2 separate regions of the Zea mays genome follow, and region 1 is linked to region 2. The links are chromatin contacts, called in public Hi-C maps. All regions are on one chromosome and are shown on one strand. The core of a region is the stretch at or near the end of the contact, and the rest is flanking DNA. Distances in the headings are between cores, read along the strand shown.

Evidence for each region. A called contact is a pair of places that touch in the nucleus more often than the background predicts.
Region 1: a contact with region 2 is called in a Hi-C map of leaf, with 6 times the contacts expected there. The contact joins the promoter of LOC103640978 here to the promoter of LOC100281080 in region 2. A contact is called at or near these places in 9 of 25 Hi-C or Micro-C datasets (bundle sheath, ear, leaf and 2 more) and 2 of 3 datasets of contacts at active chromatin or transcription factors (leaf and seedling).

Annotation. Positions count from the first base shown.
Region 1 is chr10:27,691,394-27,696,181 of Zm-B73-REFERENCE-NAM-5.0, forward strand. It overlaps LOC103640978, which reads left to right and starts at 2,654. Exons shown (of 12, transcript XM_035963358.1): 1 at 2,654-2,913; 2 at 3,029-3,332. The coding sequence starts at 2,882.
Region 2 is chr10:27,365,647-27,370,610 of Zm-B73-REFERENCE-NAM-5.0, forward strand. LOC100281080 (adaptor complexes medium subunit family protein) reads right to left here and starts at 3,449. Exons shown (of 8, transcript NM_001153999.1): 1 at 3,289-3,449; 2 at 3,064-3,213; 3 at 2,434-2,742; 4 at 1,853-2,136; 5 at 842-1,737; 6 at 345-401. The coding sequence starts at 3,359.

The sequences.
Region 1 (4,788 bases), core at 1,404-3,903, 320 kb after region 2:
TAGGTTGCAGTGGTGGTGGCGGTGGAAGCTGAGGCCAAGAAGCCTGTGAATGGCTAGCCGAAGCAACAAAAGCTGCAGGATGATTGCCCACATATTCTGGTATGTAGGGAGAGTGGCACGAAGCAGTGTGCAAGACCTGCTTCGGCTGATTTTACCGAGCTTCGGCTTCTGCGATCTCCTTTTTCTTCAGAATAGTGATTTGGCACATTCTTGTAGTATGGCCCTTGTCCTCACCACAGAATAAGCAATAGATTTTCCTGGACTGATCCCCATATCTTCCTCCGAAGCCCCTGGCGCCTCTGCCCTTGGAGCTGGTGGCCTGAAGGAGCTTTGCTGCTGCCCCAAAGACTGTGAGGTGTACTGTGGCCTCTAAAGCTGGCTTCCTTTGTCATCATTCTGACTGGAGCTGTGGATTGATCTGACATGCCTAGGGTGGATTCTTCCTCCGAAACCCCTGGTCATCTCAGAGAATCTGTAAGCCTCCTCCCTTATTTGGCGAAAGTCATTGTCAGCCCGGATGTACTCATCCATTTTCTGAAGCAGCTTCTCCAGAGTCTAGGGGGCTTCCTGGCGAAGTATTGAGCCGTAGGTCCTGGCCGAAGATCCTTGATCATGGCCTCAATGACAATTTCATTGGGCACTGTGGGCGCTTGTGCTCTCAGTCGCAAGAACCTTCGGACATACGCCTGAAGGTATTCCTCATGGTCTTGCATGCACTGGAACAAGGCCTGAGCTGTGATTGGCTTTGTCTGAAAGCCTTGGAAACTGGTAACCAACATGTCCTTGAGCTTCTGCCACGACATGATTGTCCCTGGCCGAAGGGAAGAATACCATGTTTGGGCTACGTTCCGGACTGCCATGACAAAGGACTTTGCCATGACAGCTGCATTGCCTCCGTATGAGGATATTGTTGCCTCATAGCTCATTAAGAATTGTTTTGGGTCCGAGTGCCCATCGTACATGGGTAGCTGGGGTGGCTTGTAGGATTGTGGCCATGAGATAGCCTGCCATTCTGCTGCCAAAGGAGAAGCAACATCAAAAGTAAAGGTATCATGATTAAAATCATCGTACCATCCATCTTCGTTGAATAAGCCCTCTTGACGAAGCTCCCTGTGTTGGGACCTTCGGTCTTGATCATCTTGAGCAAGATGACGCACTTCCTCAGTAGCTTCATCGATCTTCCTTTGAAGATCGGCCAGCCGAGCCATCTTCTTCTTTTTCCTTTGCACCTGTTGGTAGATGATTTCCATGTCCCTGATCTCCTGGTCCAACTCCTCCTCCTGGAATGTTGGACTAGTGGCCTTTCTCTTCTGGCTTAGAGCCTCTCGGAGAGAGAGAGAGTCTCCTGGTTTGTGTCTAGTGGCTGCAGTGCAGCCCCTGGCGTTGTTATCTTCTTCGGCGGCATGATGAAGGTCGATGCTTTGCCGAAGGTTGTGGAAGTGAGTACACCGGAGGTGGACGCCAATGTTGGAGACTTGTTCTCAAATGCTATGAATTAAGAACAAGGCAACACAGAAAGAAGTTAATGGTTAATGTTCTTCGTCCCTTGAAGCATTATTTCCCTTAGGATATAACGATCTTCGGACGAAGGTCATGAAGGATATACCTTCATCATCACAATTTTCATTGATAAAAGGAGAAACATATGAAACATGAGAGAATAACATGAATAATCACATAATATTATTTACATATCTTTATTATATAATCATGGAAGAATAAGAACAATATTGAATTACATTTGTACCTTTGGCTCGACAGAAGATGTAAGTACAAGCGTGACGCACGAGCGAATACAAATCAACGTGAACAATACGAGGGTACTGTTCATCTATTTATAGGCACATGACGCAGCCTGTGTAAAATTACATTCATGCCCTTCATATTTAGTATTAACTTAAGAACAATCTGTCGAGGACTAAACAGTCTTTTCCTCCTTAAGTCGGTTCCTTTTTCATCTATTGGGCCGAAGCTTCCTTGCGCACACCTTCGGCACTGGTTCAACCTTCGTTCTGACCCTGCTTTCCATATTGTGTACAGCTTCATCCCATGTCCGAAGGTTCCTGCACATATATTATGCTTTAGGAAACATTGTTAGTCATGTTTTTGAGAACTTTCGGACGAAGGCCCCCAACAAACCCAATTCAATTCTATACCCTCCAATATCAACATCCAAACGGAATATAAGGGTTTATCACATCCAAATAAGTGTGCACAACATGCATGAGCTGCGACTAGAGGTAACAATGGACTGATTTAAGGATTAGATTAAAATTAAACCATATTTTTATTAATTTTTAAACTAAAATTTATTTAAAACCCTACCATATTACGAAGCATTTGGATCACAGTCTATTACCAACCATAGCCATGACATATTCAGCTTCGCATTCGGAGCTCCGAGAATGGGCTGATGCTACGAAAGCCCAAAACGAAGGACCCTTTATATGCAGAACCCGCACGAGCCCAGTCTGATGTGGGGCCCATACTCCCAGATTGCGTGCTTGAGCCTTTACCAAAAATTCGCATCTTTACGGGAGTCTCCACGCAAAATCTCGCAGAACCACGCGCTAGCCGCCTTTGCCCCACAGAGAGACCTTGTCCAGAAAACCCTACTCACGCAGGGACCCATCTGCAAAACCGCCTCGCTTACCCTCCTTCTCGCCGTGCTCCTCAGTCCGCACCTCTCCCCGCCGCCCGTGTCGCCCGCGCCTCCAAATCCACTTCCAAACGCAAATCCAACCAAACCATCCCCGAATCCTGCCCAAATTTCCTCAAAACGCGTCAAACCCCACCCCTTCCGCCCGAATTCATTTCGAATCAGACTGACGCGACCACCCATCTGGGCTCTGGCCGCCTCGGCCCCCATCGCCTCCCTCCCATGGCGTTTCACGTCGCGTGCCCCATCACTTGGTAAGCTCCCTCAGTCTCTGTCTCGTCACTCCTGCCTCTTCTCTATAACGCTCGCGCGCTCTGACGGGCGGGTGGCGTCGCCGCCTCCCTCTCTCTCTCTGTTCCTCTGCAGCAGGAGGGTGTGCGACTGCGAGCTAGGGTTCGGCGCGTCGGCGTCGAGGAAGGGAGGAGGTGGCGCGTTGGCGGCGGTATGGGCGGGCACGGCGGCGGCTCTCGAGGATTTTCTCGCGGATCCGTGGTTGCTGCGGCCGGCAGGGGCCGTTGACGCGGATGCGGCGACGGTGCAGGTGGAGGTGCCGCCCCTTGAGCCGGCCCCTGAGGATGGGGAGGACGAGGCCCGCCGGGCGGCAGCGCAGCGCGGCGCCGCCGCGGCAGAGGACCTCGCCAGGCGCTTCGAGAGCGGCGCCTACGGATCGCCGGTCAGCTGATCTCTCTCTCTCCCTCTCTTCGCGCTTGTGCTGGCTAGTGTGTTTGCTGCCCTGTGTTCGTGGGAGAATTTCAAGCTTGTTATGTGCCTAGCGTGTCTTGTCTTCGTTCTGGATTATGTGGTTGTGGGCTGCTCGTGGCGTTTTGCTATGAAATACTTGGAATTCTGGGCTGGGACGAAGGAATCTGATTTATGCATGCTGTAGAAGTTTGCATGCTTTTATTTTGAGGCTTATAGGAGTGCAGTCGATGAAAGACTGTTCCTTTTGGGAATTCTGAGGCATCCTAGCACTGGGACTCTGTTGGCGCTCACATCCACGTCACTGAGCATCAGTGGGTACACACCGCCATGACATTGATAATGCTGTTTACAGGTGATAGCATTTGCTCTGGCTTTTCCACCCGTGCTGTTTGTTTCTTTTTATGTGGGTTGTTCATGAGGTTGTACAGACTGTAATATGTATGTACTCCCTTTGTCCCAAACTATAGGTCGTTTTGGCTTTTCTACGACCTAAATATATGCTGTGTATAAATGTATGTCTAGAACAGCCAACACAAACTATATAATTTTGAATGGATGTAGTAGTATTTTCAGCCCTTTGTCCCAAACTATAGGTCGTTTTGGCTTTTCTACGACCTAAATATATGCTATTTATAAATGTATATCTAGAACAGCCAACACAAACTATATAATTTTGAATGGATGTAGTAGTATTTTCAGGGTTTTGGTTTAGTGGTCAAATTGGTAACATATTGATGTTTAGTGAGGTATGGCTGAGTTTTCTGGTTTTCCAGAAATTTTAAGTTTCCTACAGTGTTGGACGCAAAACGATATTGTGGATCTTTTGAAACGGTTGCATGCATGGTGACGTGTGGTTTGCAAAAAGAGTTGTGATTGAATTTTGAGCTCGTGTGCATACAGGTGGTTGTCGTGTTGTCCATATGTGCTTTTAGATGTTACCTTTGACTTCACTGGTGAGAAACGACTAAAAAAGTTCTTTAGGAGACCCTGGATTATGTCCATGAAGGTTTATGCTACAAATAACCTTGTATGTTACTATAAACGATCCTAAGCTTTAGCAACGGGCATGCCTTGCATAGCAAATGTGTCTAAGCTTTAGAAACGGACCTGTGCCTCACAATGTTTTCAAGTCGTCTGATTAATCGCCCAAGTCGGTTAGCCAGAACGACCAGCAAGTCGTCCGACTTGAAAACACTGGACTGCCTCATGGAGCTTTGCCTGCACATTAATGTTGATCGTGCTGTATGCCTGTATGATTACCATGCAGAAACATGGTTAGCTTCCCCTGTTAGATACACTAGTTAATACCTAGTTTGTTATTTTCTAGCTCCACTGTTTAGCTAGGTGTCAAAGGTAACTTTAATTTCGTCTAAACAGTATCTTATCAATTTTCTACAATAGACTACTGGTGTCTCATTTTTTTTGTT
Region 2 (4,964 bases), core at 2,199-4,698:
TATCGTATTTGTATTCGATATTAGAATAAAATATCCGAATTTGTATCCCCGATATCCGATAAAATGTTGGGATATCCGAAAATCATGTCCAGTGTTCATCTTCTTCGGATTTGGATTTGAATGGATATTTTCCGAACCATTTTACATCCCTACATGGGCCTCAATGCAATGCAATACAATCTAATTCTGCAGGAATACCTCCTCTAACAATATCTGTGCCACTAAGTTTAGGAACGTAATTATCTATCAGATCTCTGCTGATCGGATGATAAGGTTTAGCCCAAGAATGGATTTATTGACGAAAGCTCAATGCAGGTGAGTGAGAGAAGTAATTTATTACTTACAGATTTTGGATCAATTGCAAGACCAGACAGCGTGCCTCCAGTAACCTTAAAAGAAACCTAGAAAAGTTGTTCATAATCAATCAATCGAGAAGAAAGAAGCCTAACAAGAAACTAAAACAAAAGAAAGGACAGACAAAAGAATCTAGAAAATAGTCAATGGAAGTTAGACTTGTTCATGAATGCATAGAAGGATAAACAGGTCCAGCATACCCCACCGGCACCACCAATATACTCCTAGTGATAAAAATGCAGAGTAATACTGATTTTCAGTTATACTTTTATCAGTTTTGGGCCTAGATACTATAGAAGTCAAATGTTTCACACTCCTATATGAACCAGCATAACTAACTTACAACGCTGAAAAGGGAATATGACAAAGGAGATCAAGCATACCATTTCCAGGTATGGTAATTACTTACAACATCATGTCCAAAACAAAAGGAACTAACAATAAGGTTTCTCATGGTCTAATAGCACAGCGTTTGGTAGAGGCATACCTTAGCATAATTATACGCTTGCCAAGACAATGGCTCTTCTAAATCAACTGCCTGAAGATCCTTATTGATTTTTTCCATTATGTAGTCATCCAAGCTAGCTCCATTCTTAACGTTATCTTGTTCACTGTCACTATCTTCAGTATATCCAGTGCTTGAAATGAATCGAGATGATGAATTTATTCTCTGTGTCGTTCTAGGCTGAAATTTAACAGTACCAGGGAAGGTAGCGTCAATGCTCCTACCACTAAGTCCCCGTCCACTTGAGACAATTCTCCATTCAATTGAATGCTCTGTCATTGAAACTGTCCCAATTGATGGATTTCCGTCATATGATGCAACTCTTCTTCGAGGGAATGGCATTGTAATCATGCAAAAGTCCATAATGAAGGGAGACTTGTAACCCTCCATCAATGACAGCTTAAATAGAAAAGCACCTTCATTTTCAGAAACCATGGACAACTGATAGAACCCTTTAACAGGAGGAGCAATGTTGCATGGTGCTTGATAATGCATCAATACAAAATTTCCTAATGGTGGCTGAAAAACCAGGGTTTGCTTATTAGCAGTGGGCTCTGAAGCTTGAACACAGTGATGGAATGATGAAACCTCAATATGAGCAGTTTTTAAACCAGTCAATGGCAAAGAAACATCAGGTAGTCCTTCTAGTTCAGCCCTACAGGTCACCTGTCCTGAAACAGAAAGGAAATCTGGAACATCATCACGGTCATACAGTGCAGCATTTATAGTCTCCAAGCTAGAAAACAGAATCCTTTGCCTCCCTTTGTACAGGTAGGGCTTCCAGGCAGGTTGTTTCTGGTCTGTTGGAAGAGGGTCACCAGAAAATCCAGTAGTTCTAATCGAAGTAACATTGGCATAATTGAGATCTTGAGGTGTGCCTGCCAAAACAAACTATTAGCTAAGTTGGTTCATTAGAGTATAGGTCCATGAAGAAGCTTTACAAGAGAACATGAAGTACTATACGCCATGATAGGAGGCTTTGTTACCACTAACCAAAAGGCATTGCACCAATGATGAAGTTCTGCAGTAAATCCTTGTCAAAAGGCCTTACACCCCCTTTTAAGGAGTCTGATTGAGCAGCACCAACAGGGGAAGAGACTGATGCAGTTGGTGCTGCAACAGGTGCGGCAATAGGCTTCGCTCGTGCTGAAATACCTATACTTCCAGTCAATGAATCCAAGAGTCCACCAACAGATGGCCCAGAGCTAACAATCACCTCAGGTTCAGCAATATCACCAGTAATTATGTCCCCAACAACTTGTGCAACCATAAATGCTCTACATTGAACATAAAGTGTAAGCATGCAAGCTAAAAGCTAGTTAGGTTGCTGGTGTTGAACTATATCAACTTTTTATGTAGCATTCATGATGGTTAATTAAATGTTAAAGATGTCATAATATCACTTCCAAAAAAATCTTCAAGGGGGTCCAAGGGCTTTGCTCTCTGTTTTTGATCTTGCCTACGTTTTTATACATTTGATGAAGTCCTAGTTGGTTGATGGTCAACAGAATGAAACTTCATTACTTCAATACAGAAGAACATGAAATTATAGTAGGTAAGCAAACTTACATTACCCTGTTATGCATGGAAGATTGAACAGGATTGAAGAAAGATTGTTGTTCTCCTTGGCCGAACCCCCACAATCAGACCTTTTCAAGAGATTCTCATATGCTCTAAATGGCTGAGGATCCACCAGAGGCAACACAAGGACATAGTACCCTCCACGCTTTTGTAGGACCACAGGCCACAGCATAAAGGGATCTCCTTCCTCTTTATCCATGTGTAATGAGATAATGTGGCGGGTAATTGGATCATCAACCCAAGAATCCAGTCCCACAGATGATACGTTTGTTCGGATGCCTGAACTGCGTGCAGTGCCCTCCCTGCAGAGTGTCAAATATGTATCACGTCTGTTCTCACACAGGCTTACAGTTTCAGAGAATGAAATGCAGACAACTAATCGCAATTCTTGTAAGAACCATAGCTACTTATTTGTTTGTTGCTATACATTCATTAGGAGCTCTTAGGTTGTAGTGTTTTCAGACACGAAAAAATGTATCATTTTATCACTAGTCAGAAACTCTGAATATGTCCTAACACCCGTCCCAATTCACTTGTACTCTCAACTAAAATTCAGTTACTGATATTTAAACATCCACAACACAGAAAGCTAGCTCAAAGCCAAAGATAAAAACAGAGCAAACCTTCTCCGGCGCTCGGCGAATGCGGCGGCGACCTCGTGGTCGGCGGGCAGCGGCATCTTCGCCGCCCCGGTGCCCCAACGGTGTCTCTCTCCGTCTCCTTCTTCCTCCTCCCACGCGGCACGCCACCGCTTCTCCACCACAGCGAACCGCCTGGTGCAAGAGAGGAAGAGGTGAGCCCCATGGGATCAGAGGGGGCAATCCTGACGGGAAAGCTCGGATGGGTACCTGGAGAAGGCTACTGTGTCGTTGGGCGTAAGGATCCAGATGGCGCGTATGCTGCACCCGCCGCCGGACATGGCCGAATGGCTAGGAGGGAGGAGGAGCCGCACCCGGCGGTACCGCTGACGCTGCTGCTGCGTTGCTGCGGGACGAGGTCGGAGGAGGAGGGCGACCTGATGGGCTATCTGGGCCGAGTAGGATGTTTCCAAAATTTTAACACAGCAAATGTTGGGCCGGGCAACATATATGTGGCCCAATTGCCTCTAGGCCCGATGCTCCTTCATGTTTTTTATATTTTTTATTTGCAAACCGAGAGTCCGAGACTGATATACACATTTATACGTTAACAGTGTCCTATTTTCAAAATTAAGGCTTAACTCATAAAAACAACTTTTCCACAGTGTCATATTTTATAATTATTTATTAGAATTAGAAAAATATAAGACAGACCTTGAAGTGACATAAATATACTACACCCTAGATCAGTGTCATATCCTTGTTTGATACATTATTCTCAATATTTTATTTTCTAAATACATGATTTAGGGCATAGTTGTTGGAGCTCAACTTTTTTAGTGCTCTAAACACTTTAAATAATGTAGTATTTTAATTTTGTAACATTATTTTGACTCTTAAGGTATTTTATTGGAGATATTCAATGGACTGCTGGACCGAGGTTGCCTGCATCCGCCTCTAGCGGCAAGGATCATCATCGGAGCATGGGGTCATCATCGGAGCATGGGGGCATTCAAGGGACACATGCTCCTAGGCACCCTATTCCTACTAGTGGGGTTCTAGTAAGGCTAGGCAAAAAAAACCCGTAACCCGAACCCGAAATACCCAAAACCCGAATTTTGTTCGGAAATTTCGAGTACCAACTTGCAAAACCCGAATTTGTTTTGGGTAATTCGGGTATCATGATCGGGTACCCGAAATACTCGAATTACCGGAACTTTCATGTGTCATGTACTCATGTCAGTCTTAATTATTAATTTGTACATCTATAATTATACGTATGTGTGCATGACTTGTGATTTTAGATTGCTTGTGTTTTTATGTCCATATGTATCATTATTCAAACTGTATTTTTATACTAATTTAATAGAGTGCATGTGTTTTTATAAAGCTGACACAACAGTTCGGGTAGTTCGAGAATACCCGAACCCGAAATTCTGGGTACCCGAATTTTTGGCTATTGTAAAACTCGTTGTAATTTGGTATCGATTCTCAAAACACGAAATTTTAAATACCCGAATTACCCGACCCGAAATTTATGGGTAACCCGAATGCCCACCCCTAGGTTCTAGTCATTTGGTCTTCGGCGACGTGCCACATTGTGTGGCTAAAGGTCACCTAGAGATGGGGTAAATAGGTGAAATCTGAAATTTAACACTTAACAACAAAAAACTTCGATCCCAAATAGGTGTTAGAACCATAAGGAATATGATCGGAGTAGGGAGAACTTGGAATAGAAGAGTAAGAACATAAATCGCAAATGGACACACACAAAAACAACCGATTTGGTTTACCGAGGTTCGATTCCAAAGAACATATGTCCCCGTTGAGGTGTCCTAAAGGACGAGGTCTCTTTCAACCCTCTCGAGTGATTCCGAAGATCAAACTCGAGCCCTCTCTTGTTTTCTCAATCGATCAAGAGACCTTTGGCTCCCATAAGGTACTTG